2 separate regions of the Mus musculus genome follow, and region 2 is linked to region 1. A link is a contact called in public Hi-C data. All regions are on one chromosome and are shown on one strand. The core of a region is the stretch at or near the end of the contact, and the rest is flanking DNA. Distances in the headings are between cores, read along the strand shown.

What was found. A called contact is a pair of places that touch in the nucleus more often than the background predicts.
Region 2: a Hi-C map of embryonic stem cells shows a contact between it and region 1, with 5 times the contacts expected there. The contact joins two enhancer-like sites. A contact is called at or near these places in 1 of 484 Hi-C or Micro-C datasets (embryonic stem cells), 1 of 115 datasets of contacts at active chromatin or transcription factors (embryonic stem cells) and 1 of 9 other capture datasets (embryonic stem cells).

The regions. Positions count from the first base shown.
Region 1 is chr1:8,094,218-8,098,568 of GRCm38.p6, reverse strand. No RefSeq gene overlaps it. Among named protein-coding and RNA genes, the nearest start is that of Gm39589, 26 kb to the left of the region's middle. Within about 2 kb of position 1,433, at least 8 of the 459 cell types and tissues checked have an H3K27ac peak or open chromatin away from gene starts, as enhancers often do. A contact at or near this core is called in embryonic stem cells, where this site is marked.
Region 2 is chr1:8,938,266-8,942,495 of GRCm38.p6, reverse strand. All of the region lies in intron 3 of Sntg1 (syntrophin, gamma 1), which reads left to right. Among named protein-coding and RNA genes, the nearest start is that of Sntg1, 360 kb to the left of the region's middle. Within about 2 kb of position 1,570, at least 14 of the 459 cell types and tissues checked have an H3K27ac peak or open chromatin away from gene starts, as enhancers often do. A contact at or near this core is called in embryonic stem cells, where this site is marked.

The DNA.
Region 1 (4,351 bases), core at 184-2,683:
CTACACCTAAGACTCAGGAAACATTGTGGAAGAAGTTGCAGAAAGACTGTAAATGCCAAGAATCACGGAGTTGGTTGTGAAATTATGTCTTCTAGTAACATCAGAAGCTGCATCTGTAAAGTTTCACCAACATGACTTCCCAAATATTAGAAGAACAGGGATGACATCAAACTGAATGGGGAAAGGACATTAAGGCCCGATGCTTATATGTAGAACTATAGAAAATGGAGTAAAACTGAGAGAAGTAGTGATAGTTTTCCCCAGGGAAAAGTATACCACCTGGTTGTCCAGTATCAAAACATTAGTATTAAAAACACACATACGGCCAGGTGTGGTGGGGCACACTTTTAATCCCAGAACTTGGTAAGAAAAGGCAGGCAAATTTCTGAGTTTGAGGCCACCCTGGTCTACAGAGTGAGTTCCAGGACAGCCAGGACTACACAGAGAAACCCTGTCTCGAACAACCCCCCCCCCCCAAACAAAACAAAACAAAACAAAAAACATACAAGTAAATCTATGGACTCAACAGATTACTTATGAATATATATGGGTATACAAATACATATTTGCATGTAAGAGGCCCTGGGTATAATAGAGTAAGAGAAGGGAGTATGAGAGGTTTGGAAAGGAAAAGGTAATGGAGTAACACATTGTAAATAAATTACAATAAAAAATTTCAAAATAGTATAATAAGAGGTTGTTAAATGAAAAACTCATGGCCAGATATAGGTTCTTAGGAGACTTTCAGTGTGTATGATGGAACCTACCAAATACATTGCAATCAAGCCAATAATGTAATTCACTGGTTTCTTGAGCAAGGTTATCTGAGAAAATTACCTGTTTTTTACAATTCCTTTTGTTCCTCATACACAAAGTTCTCCATTCAGATCTCCTTTTTTTATTTTATATTATTTCCTATTTTATTATATATTATTTTATATTTTTATATTATTTTATTTTATATTATTTTATTTTATTTTATTTTATAGCTACAGACTTGATTTCTTAGAATAGGAGATGTGGAAGGAAGAAATGTCTTACAGATATCACTCAAATAGTATCACTCAAATTTAGTGATCTCTGATAAAAATGTGTTGTAAGCCGGCCCATGGCCTACTTGAACCAGGTATACCTGGGAGGTAGGCTGGGGCTGAAATTGACTAGACTGAGAGAGAAATTAATGGAGACCAAGACATGATTCTGTTCAAGACCTGCCAGTTTACTTAGAGAGTGTGCTTATAAAGGAGAAGGCCCATCCCCCGCCAGTCCATTCTTGGTGTCTGGAGCCAGCCTGTAGGTGACTTGCAGGAATTCCTCCTGAATATCTCAGCGGCCTCTCAGCAGGTAGCAGTGTCTTGTGCTACCAAGGAGGAGCAGTGGTAGGTGGCAGAACAATAGAGCCATCTAGGCAGGAAGGCTCCACCCCAGGCAGTCTAATTCTCAGTGGTAATGGAGTCTGAACCAGCCTGTTTCAGCCTGGGGGAGATTACAAAAATGATTTTGTTCTGAGTGTTTTTTCCTCTGTGTCACAAAAGTTATATGAGCCATTCATGCCTGTCCACCAATTAGTGATTGTTGAAGTGGGAAGGGAACCAGGAAAGATGATAATATTTTCATAAAGGAAACTCAGACTATGCAGATCTCAGTCAGTATTCAGTTTTCAAAGCCATCCTGGGAATGTGTACAATCTTGCAATGTCTGTAAAAAGATAAGGTAGTTAAAAGGAAAACAAAAAACAAAGAAAAAATTAAGTATATTTCAAGAAAATATTAATTCTACTAAAAAAGAATAAAACTGATTTTCTCTTGAATCATTAGCGCATTTTTCTCCTTTGTTAATATTATTTTAAGAACAACAGTGAACCATTTGTGGTACTCCACATGTGCATGGTGATGAAGTCCTGTACTTCCAGCACATCATAGATAGCAGGATCTCAGACATTTTGCTATGGGCAAAAACCCAACTAAGGTACTGTGGCAACCGCCCTCGACCAGCAAGGACATGACTACCAGTTCTTCTAACAGCAGTTTATTCAGCAAGCTTCAGCCTTCATCTCTCTCCCTATTCATCTCTTTCCCTTCATCTCTCTCTCTTCATCTCTCTCTCTCTTTTCTCTCTCTCTCTCCAGAACCCCAGGCATCTCACTCTTATATACTCTCAGCCCCCACCCACTCACATCAGGCCATGTCACCTCACCAGGCACGCAGCTTCAGCCATTCAGGGTGGCAGGGGCGTGTCTTCACCAAATATGGACTTGTTTACACCACCAGCATCATGGTTCACCTGTGGAATTCTCATGATGGTTGTGGCTTATTTTCAGGTGTATGAGGATGTCAGGTGCAAATTATAAGACTTAGCAACAGTCCTGGGTGCCATCTTGGGACTGCTGCCACACCCACTCCTCACAAGGCACACTATTCAGCTCATCTCACAAATACAACAACCTACTTAAATACTCACCCACTCAAATTCCCACTTAAGAAAATCTAAAGCATGGTTTTGGCACCAAAATTTTTGGAACACTTGGAAGTTCATTAGAAAAGCAGAAAGTTGGTGTGAGGATTTAAGTGACTCTGATAGCCCAGGATAGGTAAGGCTCTACATTCAATCCCAAGTGGAACATAAACACACACACACACACACACACACACACACACACACACACACACACACACACACAAAGCCTATTTTCTCATTGATCAAAATAAAAACAGATACAAAATCACAGATCTACTGAAACATCAACTTTTGAGTGACTAGCATAGATTCTGTGACTAGCATATATTGATTTAGGACTTCCACACTTGATGAACTTGCTCTTTTGTCCTGCACTAACCTTGAGCAGGTTGAGACTGCTATATAAAACACTTCAATGTTTAATATAAAACACTTCAAAATTTAAAAATTAAAACAGGTATGAAAAATTTATCATAGTGCAGGACATGTTTAAGTACTCCATAAATAATGTCATTTGAAGTTATCTCTGTGTTTCTTGTATTGACAATATCCAGCTCTGGTGTTAATTTTCATTATTCTTCTCAGAGAAATTTTCAACAAATTTTGTCAACAAATAAAATATATTAATTGCATAACTTACCTAATATTTATGAAAGCACATTTTCTATTAAATTTCAGAAATTAATAATCAATTATATTTACAGATTAAAGAACAAGTTGTATACTTCTTCAGAATTACAAGTTTTACAAGGCACTATGAAGTATAAAATCACTATCAACTCTTTAAAGTAGAGAGAGACATGGGGACTGATGTCATTGTTGTGAGAAATAATTAAATAATTGGTCTAAAAGAACACTAATACTCAGACATGCTAAAATACTGGACCTATGTGTAATAGTAAGGCCAGTGGTGACATGTCAAACTTGTGATTGTTAGGCACAGGATTAGAATCATGTACTAGGAGAAAGGAGATTATTCCAAAGAAGATGCTGAATTGCATTGGATAGTATTCAGTGCCACGGACCAGTCCTAGTTGGCCTCCCTCAATCCGCGGAAAAAAATTTTTGGGGTTACCGTTACAGGCGCACATGCAGTTGGTGACAAAAAAAAAGTGACAAACGGACACAGACACAAGGGAGTGCTGTATCTGGATGTCTGTTCTCCAAGCAAACACCAGACTTTTAATATAGAAGAAAAAGAAGAAGGCTTGTCGAATACAAGGTACACTGGTTCTTACAGCAAATAAAGAAAATGCATACATAAAAAGATGACAGGAGCCAGGCCTTGTTCACAACTGAGAATAGGAACAACCCTAATTAAGATCGGCTAAACACAGGAACCAGGTGAATGCTCTGATACAATGCTAGTCTATTGTTAAACCCACCACCAGGGGTTCTTTAGTAAATACCTGATTATGCTAATTCCTCTGGGGCCTAGTGAAAAATCCTGCACCATAGAAATTCTGTTCTACTAATCCTTTCATAAATAATACTATAACCCACCTATTTCTTAGCCCATTGTGTATTCCTGTGTTTGGGTGTGACTCGGCTATTGTCCTAAGTAATTACTATGTAGACTAGCCCTGAGATTTCTAGCTCTATTCAAGTAAATTGTAATGCCTAATTATTTTCACTGTCTCTACTAGAAGTAAATTTGAGTGTTACAGAATAGGTAACATTCTTACTGAATTCCAAGCTCAGGGTCGGCTTCAAGGACTTTCTAGGAACCATTGAAACACTGGTGGAGGCTTAGCTATATGTCAAAATCAATCCTTAAAGGCACTTATAATAAAACAGTACTGAAAGAGAGCATGCAGATCCATACACCAGACTAATGCAGATCTTCTCAAGTGCTGGTGGTTGCTATAGGATTAAGCTTGTTTGCATGATAATG
Region 2 (4,230 bases), core at 321-2,820, 840 kb before region 1:
ATTAACAGGATTTCATGGTGGTTTCCTACATGCCTACTACAAAAGGTTACTCCACTGACTTGTGTATAGCCACAAAAAAGAGCTGTTGGTATACTCAAATGTTCTTCAAATCCTTGAAACATGACATGTCGAAAGTGTAATCTACAGCAACACTAGTGAAAGACTAATCATATTTAGTTCAGCATGTGTCCTCCAGATTCAGTAATCTTTAAAGACAAGGGAAGCTGGAGGGTTAATATAGATTTTCAGTTTCTGTTACCATTTTGAATGTAGATCTTTCCCAGGGCTGATAAGGCACAATAATTTCTTCCCCCAATGTTGAGCTGTGGCAGTAAGCTATAGACATAATCATACACATGATTATAGAAGAGAAGATAATTTTTTTGTGCTGCCCAGCTGTAATGGTTGTAAGTTGGGACATTCATTACATGCTCTTCCTTTGATATTTTGATCTTATAATAGAATCATCACTAGGAAGAACATGGTAAATCAAAGAGCTTTTGAAAAAAATAAAAGAGCGATTTAGATTAAATTTTCTGAAGACAGAACAACTAACTTAGAAGGAAAAAAGACACCAATGAAAATACCTATACATTTAGAATGTTGCGAACTGGCCAGCGGCTCACATGAACTGGGTTTCTCCTGGGAGGCAAACCCTGGCTGAAAGAGAGGGAAACTAGGCGGACAAGACAGAGAAATGGAGCCAAGAAAGTGTTTTGATCAAGGCTCAAATGTTTAATGGAGAATGCACTTATAAAAAAAAGGGGGGGGGGGAGGCCCATTCCCACCAATTCATCCTTGGAGCCTGGAACCAGGTGCAGATGTTGACCTGTAGGATAGGGCGTAGTCTCCGCAATAGCACTGGGGCCTCTCAGCAGGTAGCAGTATCTTGAAGAGAAACGGTGACAGTGGCTGAACAATAAAGTGATCTGGGAAGAAAGGCTCCACCCTAGGTAATCTCCTTAGTGGCAGCAAGGTCAAGTTCTGGCTCAGCCAGCTTCAGGCTGAGGGAAGGTTACAATTTCCTCTCTGTTATTAATATTTAAAAAAAAGCTGGACTGAGGCACAAAATTTATTTATGCTCCATAGTCCTGCCTGGGAATGATGGTAGCTGGCAGCAATGCCTGTCTTAGGAAATCTTAGATCTTCCCGAACCATCCAATTCTGTCTTGGAGGCTACGTGCAGCTAGTTTGTGTTATATTTCACACAAACATGGCTGTGGTGTGTTATCAACAGCCATGGACTTTTGGCATGTACCTCTGTCTTAGATTGGTATGGTTCTGAAATCTAGGTGCCCCTCATTGACTGTCTGGCCCACCTTATTCCCAATTAAGACCAAAGCCACAATATGTACTTAGAATGCTTCTTGATGAAGATTAATAACTGCCACCTGCGCTGTTGGAGGCGAGGCTGTACACCTGCTGCAGTCAGGCTGAAGGGCATTGACTGACCTGCTTGAGAAACAAGGGTGGGACAGTGAAAAGCAACAGTATAAAAGCTTCTTTGGAGAAGTCCAGGTACTCCATTCAGTTGCAAATTAGCAACGATCAAGCTTAGACTTAGCCACCCAGTGTGGGGGAGGTGGTGTTGAGAATTGCAGAAAGGCTGCAGCTTCCCTGGGAGTGGAGGCTGTGCTCCAATTTAACTTTTTGGCTAAAGAGGATTTTTAGCCATAATCAAGGTTAGAGTCATACTTACTAGAAGATTCAGGATCTGTGTTCAGTTGATGAACTAATCTCTTAGGCAGCCATCGCCCTATCTTCTTTTTGTGAAAAAACACAGACCAAGCCCCTTCCCCAGATTAGGACCGGGTCTGGACCCTTCCATTCCTTAGTTAATGGGTCCTACCACTTTACCTTGGCATAAGAACTAGAAGTAACTGGATGCCAGTGGCGATCCGCTGCAGACTGACATTTAACATCAGCTTGCAAAAAAATTAGACCAAATAAAGCAAAAGCAAGATGTGCCTTTGGTGACTTTGGGGGAATATAACTGCCCTTGTTTTGTTTTTAAAAGCCAATTTTTTAAAGTGCAATGAGCACGTTCAACTATTCCTTGTCCCATGGGGTTATAAGGAATTCCAGTTTTATGTGTGGCACTGGAGATAATGTAATACATTTAGGACATTGTTTTACAATCATTTTTGCCTGCTCCTTAGTGATCTTATGTTGGAAACTTAAGGTATGGCTAGAGAGATGAAATTTTTCATTATCACATTTGGTCAAAGCAACAGGATCTGAAATTAAGGCTTCTCCTATTAGAACTCTATTGATGCAATCATTGCCTTCAGCTAAAGGTCCAGGAAGACCAGAATGAGATTGTATGTGGCCAATATAGAATGGGTGTTTTCGGGCAAGAATGATGTTTTGCAATTGTGAAAACAGGGATCCTGCTGGCGTATTAAAGTTAAATGTACCGCAGGTCTCCAATAAGGGTACCGATTGTGCAACATATAAACTACCAGTAAAAATATTAAAAGCCTCATGCACAGACTGAAAGACATTCAGTACTGCTGTTAATTCTGCTAATTGAGATGAGAGGCCAGGAATCTTTATGATTGCCTGTTGATTATTTATAAGAAATCCAGCTCGCCCTTTAGAGGAGCCATCAGTAAACACCAGAACAGCATTTTTTCTTATGAGTTATGTATGCATAAACCATTGCAAATTTGAGAATTTATAGTATCTGAGGGATGAACAATTTTAAGCAATTGTGAGCTCTGAGATATAATATTGACTATTAATATACAAATTAAAGCTTGATTATTCAACATTTTAAAACACCATCTACAGCACACAATTTAATTATCTGTGCTGAAGCAGGGAGAAGCTCAAAAGAATAAGCATGTGATCCAATTCACATGTACTTTTCTCCCATACAAGGGCTGTTTTTAAACACAGTAAATGAGTAAATGGGACGTATGCATGCATGAATTCATAGAAGATACAGAAGCATGCATAAAAGCAATTTTTAACTTATCTTTTATTATTTAAAATGGTGGTATGCAATAGGTCAATTATTAATATTCTGTAATAACCAAATTAATTGCTGTTTGGAACAAGGAACAGACACTTAGTCAGGTTCTTAAGACACAATTTTTGTTATAGTTATCCTAAACTATATGAATTTATCTAATTCTTTGTTAGCACCACAGTGGCCTTCTTAATAGGATGCTGAAACTGTGCTTTGAGGTGAAAGCCACTTCGGCCTTGCTCGCCCCCAGCCTTCCTCTCAGGCAGAAGAGGCTGAAGGCTGAAGGTGGCCAAATCTGTTGTAGGTCAGAAAGCCCAATCGAGGGCGCCAGAGCACCCCGAATCTTACGGGGGGGGGGGGGGGGAGGCTACCCCCAGCTGGGACAGGCGGAGGCTCACGGAAGCAATGGCAAGTGCGTCCCTCCCCTGAGTTCTCTACAAAGGCGCACCACTACCGCTCAGGGAAAGCTGCGAGCCCCAAGGCCCTGCCCCGCAACAGCCAGCAGTCGCTGGCTCCACGTGGGCCAATGGTTGGCCAGGAGGAGAAGAAAAATCACTTTACAATAGTGTTTTCTCTTACCAAAGAATTGCTGTGGGCACACCTAATATTTAATTACCATTGATTATAATTGATAACAATTATAGAAGCTTTCTTTATTTTTCTGCAAAGCCTTTTGTTCTTTGCCAGTTAATTTGCGTCTCACTTAATAGCAGCTAACAAAAGCTTAAGTTCTCCTGTGGTGAGTTTAAGGTAAGATTTTAGCCAATTGACATCTCCTGGAAGCTTTTGAAAATAAAATTTTGAAGCAAATCAATTTCTCTTTCTTAGATTTTCTGTCCCACAATTTTCTAGTATAACTAAAACCCTAAGTATTAAAAAAGATACTGCCTCTGAATCTTTTCTGGAGCAACAGCTACTCCCCAGAACTTAAAAGCTCCTTGTGTGAGAGCAAGGATTTAAAGCAAACTTCCCTTTAGAAGCATTAGCTAATAAAACGCTTTCCACTTAGGAAACAACATACACTGAAAGATTCAAACTCTTAGCTTCTTATATTGAGGCAGAGACGCTAAGAATTTTTCTTATATAATGTAAAACTATGTTAGCCACACCTACAGGCAAAATTTTCCAGTGATCACCAGTTCACTAGAAGCAAAACTCTTTACAATTATCAGAATGCAAAGGAAAAAACAAACTCTTAAATCTATAACTTTACATGAAGGAGGCAAGTTAAATCACAATGTCCTGATAAATTCTAC